2 separate regions of the Ovis aries genome follow, and region 2 is linked to region 1. The links are chromatin contacts, called in public Hi-C maps. All regions are on one chromosome and are shown on one strand. Each heading gives the region's core, a stretch centred on a gene start, on an enhancer-like site or on the middle of the called end of the contact. The rest is flanking DNA. Distances are from core to core; before and after follow the strand shown.

Region 1 (3,852 bases), core at 821-3,320:
TCCTGTGGTGGGAAGACCCCTGGAGAAGGAAATGGCAACCCACTTCAGTACTCTTGCCTGGGAAATCCCATGGACAGAAGAGCCTGGTGGGCTACAGTCGATGGAGTCTCAAAAGGCCAGGCATGACTTAGCGATTACATAGCAGTAGCACACTTATCATGGTGCCTGGCAAATAGCAAGGACTAGGAAATGTGAGTTATTAAAATCATCATTAAAAATAAGCTCTATGAGCAACCAGAACTCTCATCCATTGCTGGCAGGAATGCAAAAATGATAACAGCCCACTTAGGAAAATAGCTGGCCAGTTTCTTATAATATAGTTAAATACAGGCTTACTAGGCATCCCAGCAAGACCGCTTCTAGGTTATTTACCCAAGTGAAGTGAAAACTTACATTCACGCAAAATCCTGCTTTATTCATAATCGCCCCAAACTAAGAACAACCCCAGTGTCTTTCAACCAGGGAATAAAGAAACTGTGATATATCAGAGACTGGATTACCACTCAGCAAGAAGAAATAAACTATTGACACATGCAATAATGTGGATGAAATGCAAATGCATCATGTTACATGAAAGAAACCAGCTCAAAAGGTGACATATTGTATGATTCCATTTATATGACGTTCTGCAAAAGTTAAACTATAGGGACAGAAATCTGGCCAGTGCTTGCCAGGGGAGTAGGTGAGGCATGAGAGAATGTGGGGTGGGGTGGGGTGGTGATGATGGAACTATCTTAGGATTTGATTATGATGGTGGGTACATGATGATATGCATTTATGAAAATTCATGGCATTCTAAACTAAATGGATGGACTTAATATATATTTCTTACTGTATATAAAAATGAAAAACATCCAAGAGAGATAGATATAATTATCATTTTCTTTTAAAAATATACTTCTGATTATAAAAGTGTTACAGGTTCATAGACAATTTGGGAAAATCTGCAAAGAATATGTTGAATCGCCTGCAGAAAAGGAGAATTTCTTATCATTTTTATAGACACAAAATACACAAACTGGGATCATGCTGTGTATTTTTGCTTTCTGATGAGTGTTTTCCCATGTCATTAAATAAATTTCAAAACCATGATTTTGAGTCAATAACATTCTAGTAAATAATTGATTTATATGTTTAACTCTTCCTTTACTACAATCTTGATTATTTAAAAAAGCTCATTGGGACCAGGGATGCTGCCATCTCAGTTTCACAATGTTTAACAGGTAAAACAACTCTTCCTTTGGCTGCAATGATCTCATTGTAGCTGGAGGAAAAGTGGCTCCACAGGGTGACTTTGCTTTTCCTCTGCGGTGCAGAGGGCTGGACACCCTCTTACTAACCTGTATTACTAGCTTAAATTTGCATAGTGCTTTTAATATTTCTCTCTCCCACCTCCTTGCCGGGTAAGCCGGGTCGATGGAGTAATTTGTTCAAGATTATATAGCTCATCATTCGTGGACTGTGACTTTGACTCTAGCTATTCAAGAGTCCCAGAAAGTCAACATTTCCCCAGGGTGGGTCACTGCCTAATCTGACTCTCCCTCCCGTCCCCCACAAGAAGGAAGCTGCAGACACGCCCTGAAAACAGCCCAGAGGCTCGGCACACGGGGAACTAATATCAAGTGGACGCTGTTCCATCCTACAAATTGTCCTTGGCAACATCGCCACTTACCAGCTGGGGTCATTTCTCCCCGATGGCTGGGGAGACACCTAGTGCCACTGAGCAAGGGGCTCCTGAGAGCAGATGGATCGCCCGCCTCGAGGCCTGTGAGGGTTGCTGTTATTTGATCGCGACGCAGTCGGGGCGCATCCTCACTAGGGGAGGAGGGGGTTGTCCTGCCGGGCCTTCCCCAGCGCCAGGGCCCGAGTAGGGGGGCGCCTTCTGAGAGGTGAAGCGGGTCCCCATCATCTTAAGGAGAGGTATGGGCCGCCGAACTACAGGGCTGCTCAGGGGTACTCTCGGGAGGTGGTAGGAATGCCTAGTTCAGGCGACCAGAGGTAAGTCCTCCGCTATCCCAGAGTGCCTCGGATTCCGGAAGTGCTCGGCTTCCCGGAAGTGCCCGATTGGCTGACAGAGCCCAGGCTCGCCGGACAGCTGCAGCTGGAGCGTTTCTGGTCTCCGGCGTGAGTGGCCGCAGGAGGTGTGGTTCCAGGTCCGGGTGGGCGTCGGGAGGGAGCTGGCGGCAGGATGATGGAGGAGGAGGAACTGGAGTTCGTAGAAGAGCTGGAAGCCGTGCTGCAGCTCACGCCCGACGTGCAGCTCGCCATCGAGCAGGTGAGCGTTCCGCCCCCCCGAGGGGAGGAGAGTGCGGAGACTGGGGCAACTCTGGGGGTGGGACGGCGAGGAAGCTGTCTTCGGACGGAGACGTGGGAGCTAGGCGCCAAGGGCAAGGAAAGGTTTTTAGGGGAGGTGGTGGTGGGAATGAGTTTCTCAATGTAGAAAAGGAAGAGAGGTCTTCCTCGGCCTTGATTGACTTTGGAGGGTGGGGCGTGCTGGTGGGTTTGGGCAAAGGAGCTGTGCCTCCTGAAACGATGTACCTAGAAGGGATCTCGTGGGTAGCAACCTCCGGTAGGGGTTGTGGGGCTGTTCTTTCATCAGGTTGGTGTCCCAGTGTTCTTGGATTCTCCGTCTAGCCCCATGTGACTGACTCAGGAGGTGGGTAACCTCTGCTTTTGAAGCATATCGCAAAGCAGAGGGAAACGGCTGAAAAAGAGAGAGAGAGACCTCCTTTACTATTCTTAAATGGTTGAGAATTTCTGCTGGTGATTAGGTTAAAGAATATTCCCAGGCAACTAAGCTAAGCCTCTGCTCCAAAACTACTGAACCCATGCGCTGCAGCTACTGAAACCCAGTACCTGGAGCCCATGTCCTACAAAAAGAGAAGCCACTGCAATGGGAAGCCCTCACACTGCCACGAAGAATAGCCCCCGCTCACCACAACTGGAGAAAGCCCAATGCATAGCAACAACGACCAAAAATAAATCTTCAAAAAAAAAAAAAGGCAGTTTAGACCCTTCTGCAGGTTATTGCTCCTGATAAAGGGGGAAAAATCTCTCTTAAAGGAGTTGGTATAGCAGACTTAAGAAAAGGAGGGGTGTGCCATACTTAATGATCACGGAAGTTTTTCAAAGTAAAACATTACTACTTCTGTTACTAATAGTTAATACTTATTGAGCATTAATACATACTATGTGTGGTAATTTGTGTTGTCCCACTTACCTCTTGGATATGTGTTTTTCTTGGAGTGGTTGGATTACTCACACAAAGCACATTTGACACATCCTGGGAATGCCAGGGCAAAGGTTTGCGTGTTCAAGCCACACTGCTCCCCACCCACCTCCATCAGCCAGAAAGAGAAATACATTTCATTTGCTTTGAACCTACTGGCCTCCAATAGAAGAAATGAATAATGCAGCCAGTTGTTTGATGAGGGTTTTAGGCCCCCCACCCCCTTTCTTCAGTTCAGTCTCTCAGTGGTGTTTGAGACTCTCTTCGACCCATGAATCACAGCCTGCCAGGCCTCCCTGTCCATCACCAACTCCCAGAGTTCACTCAAACTCATGTCCATCGAGTCGGTGATGCCATCCAGCCATCTCATCCTCTGTCGTCCCTTCTCCTCCTGCCCCCAATCCCTCCCAGCATCAGGGTCTTTTCCAATGAGTCAACTCTTCACATGAGGTGGCCAAAGAATTGGAGTTTCAGCTTCAGCATCAGTCCTTCCAATGAACATCCAGGACTGATCTCCTTTAGAATGGACTGGTTGGATCTCCTTGCAGTCCAAGGGACTCTCAAGAGTCTTCCAACACCATCAAAAGCATCAATTCTTTGGCGCTGAGCTTTCTTCACAGTCC
Region 2 (3,852 bases), core at 939-3,438, 130 kb after region 1:
CCATCATGGTGTGGGGGGGTGATGGCTTCCAAACTCCCTGAGCCCTCAGCAGTAGTGAAAGGCCAGCTGGCTAGAAGAGACTTCAGGCTAGGACACCTAGGGTGTAGATTCATGAACACGAAAAGCAGAGGGTGACAGTCCATGGCCAAGCAGAACCAATTTCTCCTCAGTAGAGGCCAGAGAGGCAGGAAGATAACCGTGAACCAGGCTCTCACCACCGGCAGCCCCATCCTTCCTGCTATGATGTTATGAAAGCCTCCCCAGATGCCACCAGGCAAAAGGGAAGAGAGAGAGTAGTAATTACCCGAGAGCCACTAGTCATTTCCCAGAAGATAAGAACTATACTGTGAGCAAAACACTTTTCCAGGCTTGAGAGAAACTGGGGCCTTAGGTGCTAAACTGAGCACAGAGCGTTCACCTTCTGTATGCCAAGGTATCATCACAAAACTATCCATAAGTGCCGAAGGAGAAGGAACAGCTTGTTGCCGTGTCTTTGACACGCATTTCCAGCCAGGAGCAAAGCGGGACTAAACGAGCCACCCTAACTCACTCCCCTTTGTCACCAGTGTGACATCTTTACAGGAGGCATGTCCAGAATTGGAGCTAATTGACTCCAGAAGGGATTGAACTTGGGGCCCTTGTCAAGTCTGCAGTCATCTCCACTCAGTGAATTGAGGCCGGGGGGAAGATGTCCAGGTCCTCAGAGACCTCACGGCAGGGCTTTGCTCCTCACCGCCTTCCTTCTTTGCCTGCCTGTTCCTTACTTAAGGCTTTTGCATCAGCATGGGCATCACTCCCTCCAGACTTCTTCCCCTAAGCCTCCCCTCCCTCTCTCCCCCAGGCTGGTGAAGCTCTCCTTATGCTCCCACACTCTGCCTCACACACAGGAGGCCCTTGGCAGGTGCTGGCTGAGTGAATGGGTCTAGTGGGAGTGCACACCCAGACCCCAAAAACTCTTACCCAGAGCAGATTTTGCTAAGAGCTCTCAGCCTTGGGAGTAGAGGTGAAATAGTTTTTGTGGGGTAAGACTAGGGTATCTGCTGATAAACAGTCTTCCAATGAGGAACACAAAGCCCAGATTCCTTAATATTCATGTGTGATGGAAGGCCCACACGAAGCTCATATTAACCGCTCTTTTTATTACAAGCAGTAGAACAGATAGGGATTGTGACCTGTCTTAGGTTTATAAGATGTCAATGCCTGACATTCTAGAGAGTTCTGCTTCTAACACAGCGAACTAACAGCAGAAGGTCCTTTCTCAGATGGCGGACAGGCTTGATGCTAAAAAAAGGGATCCCTGGAAGTAACAGAGTCTAACCTTTCAGGCTTTGAGAAGCAAGGTGTTGAGATGGGGGTCAGGTGATGTTTGATGGGCATCTGGTGGGGCAGGGCGCTGACTGGGACTGAAGTCAAGTAGCCCCATCATCCTCAGGTCCAGAGGCTCTCTTTGCATGTGGAACCAGACAGTCTTTTAGAGAAATCTGAAGAGAAGGGGCCAGAAGGGTAAGCCAAGCTCAGGGGAGAGAGATTTGGATCCAAAGCAGTTTTGTTTGTTTGTTTGTTTGTTTGTTTTTGCTGGCTTCTTTTACTATTTGTCTCTTGGTGCAGCCCCTGCATCATTCCAGCTGAGACCTAGGGCAGGAGGCAGGCATAAACGAAGCTATAAACGACCACCCTATAAACATAACTAGAAGGAGCGGGAGGCACTTAGCTGCAGATCACAGCATAGCTCTGGCACCTCCGGGCCACGGAGCCCTCCCCCACCACCAGTGTTGGCAGCATGGCCCAGTGCTTTGGTACCCACAGCAGTGACGGCTTGGCCGCAGCCTCTGAATGCCTGATGGAGCTGACTGTGGTCCTGTTGGAGGGCACTGTCACCCAACTTAGCAGAACCAGAGGCTGCAGCAGTGGGTTCGGGAAAAGAAAAAGAAAATTAATAGCAGGCGTCCTGTGTGTATGACCAGATTTATTTAGCAGCATATGAGAGACACCTTCAGAGCTTTCCAGAAAGGCTTGTTACTGGTTGGAGTCATCCTGCAGAAGAAGTACAAGGCAATAGTCGATAAAATTCCAGTTAATCATCAACTGATACAACCTGGAAAACAGGAAATGCATGGAATTTTTCTTTGGTGCTTCTCCGCTCACCTCAAGTTCTTTCTTTACCCCTGGCGAATTTTCAGTAGAGACTCGAAACTGAAAAACATTTCTTCAAAGGCATGTAATAGCCTTCAGTGAGTCTCAGGAGTTCCCAGCAGTACAGAGCTGCAAACCACAGCTGCCTTTGCGGCTGTGTATTCTGTTTTGAATCTAGCGGGTGGAGAGGAATGCACTTAGGGGCAGTGGCTCAGGGGAGGACAGCGGAGCCAACTGTACCCCCTTCCCAGGGCTCCCACTCACCATCCTTCCCCACACAGCCCTGCAGACCCTAATCCCCCAGAGGTCCTGAATACCCCGTAGTCTGGAGGCTGCCTTTGGAGAGCGGCTGAGCAGACTGGCCATTTGTGGCCTGCACACCCTTCTATAGCGCCCTTCAGCCGAGGAACCAAGGGTCTTAACTTCAGTGGCTCAACGAAGGGCTATTTTTCTGGGCTGCGAGTCCTTGTCCGGTGTGAATAAGCAGAACAGAGCCAAGAGTGCAAGTGTATTGATGCCGTTCCAACAAGACCATGTGCCCCAGCTCTTTTCAAAATTCCATCTGAGGTTTTTTTTTTTTTAATCCCATCTGGGTTTTATTTTGCAGAGGCCACAGCCCTTTTTCTGTGTAACTAGCGAGCATTTGGGAGAATAGCTCTCAGCTTACAAATAGGAGGCCTTGAGGGTGGAGCCTGCATTTAACTGGGGGTCCCCAGGTCCCCCACTCAGGGGTCACAGGCCTGACTCCGCCCCAAGCTGCACTTGGTTGTCTGGGTGAGCATTGCCACATGGGCTGGGCCAGACACCACCTCCCCACCTGACCTGGTGGTCTCACAGGTGAGAGGTCAGAAAAGGAGGCAGCCTGTTTCCGCAGGCACACTTCTCTGTGCAGTTGCCAAGCTCTGGCATGCTGACCTCTGTGTGGTTCAGGCCACCTTTGTGAGTCCCAGGGGCACAGAGGTATGAACCAACCTTACCAATGTGTGCACACAGACGCCTATGGGTTTGGGCTGTATCAGTACATCTTTTTAATTCAGTTCCTTTCTTTATTGAGTATGGCAGGTCCCTGTCAATGCTCTCTGAAACCGGTAACCTTAAATTTTTTTTTCATGTTCTTTATTATTTGTAGATTTTTTTTTTTTTTTTGACTGCAGGCAGAACTTCCCTGACCAGGGATCGAACCAATGCCTCCTGAAGTGGAAGTGAAAAGTCTTAACCACTGGACCACCAGGGAAGTCCCCCCAAACCTTAATCTTAAAATACTTAAGGAAACAAAATATAGTCCTATTTTTTTAAGCATTTTGGTTGACACGGGTACATATGAAGGCAAGGGGAGACCTAGTTCAGTACTAAGGCAAAGCCATTGCAGCGTGAATCCTGGAGCCCAGAGACCCAGGGGGCTGGGCCTGCAAGGTGCCTGGGCCCCGAAGCATGTGCCAGCAAGCTGGAGCCGGCAGTGGTTTTTAATCCGCTGTCTGGCTGGGTTTACTGAACACAAGCTGTTCCAAAAACAATAAGCAGCAGCCATTGTGGGGGTCCCACTCTTGTCTGACTCAACTCCCATTCAGGCATTAGCTTACTTTGGTGGAGAAAAAGGGAAAATGCAGGACTGGCATTCACTGTGACTTGGCTTTGTTCCCCAGACCCTGCGGGGAGAGGCCTCAGGCCAGGAGCCAAGTCCTACAAGGACACCCGTCTGTGTGATCCAGGCGGGGGCGA

Evidence for each region. A called contact is a pair of places that touch in the nucleus more often than the background predicts.
Region 2: a Hi-C map of liver shows a contact between it and region 1, with 2.4 times the contacts expected there. The contact joins the enhancer-like site here to the promoter of VPS53 in region 1. A contact is called at or near these places in 6 of 16 Hi-C or Micro-C datasets (blood, liver, mesenteric adipose tissue and 2 more).

What each region holds. Positions count from the first base shown.
Region 1 is chr11:22,020,345-22,024,196 of ARS-UI_Ramb_v3.0, forward strand. VPS53 (VPS53 subunit of GARP complex) reads left to right here and starts at 2,071. Exons shown (of 23, transcript XM_012185438.5): 1 at 2,071-2,275. The coding sequence starts at 2,189. It overlaps LOC121820569 (a long non-coding RNA gene), which reads right to left and starts at 2,012. Exons shown (of 3, transcript XR_006061119.2): 1 at 1,673-2,012.
Region 2 is chr11:22,154,718-22,158,569 of ARS-UI_Ramb_v3.0, forward strand. No RefSeq gene overlaps it. Among named protein-coding and RNA genes, the nearest start is that of RFLNB, 5.7 kb to the right of the region's middle. Within about 2 kb of position 2,189, at least 6 of the 54 cell types and tissues checked have an H3K27ac peak or open chromatin away from gene starts, as enhancers often do. A contact at or near this core is called in liver, where this site is marked.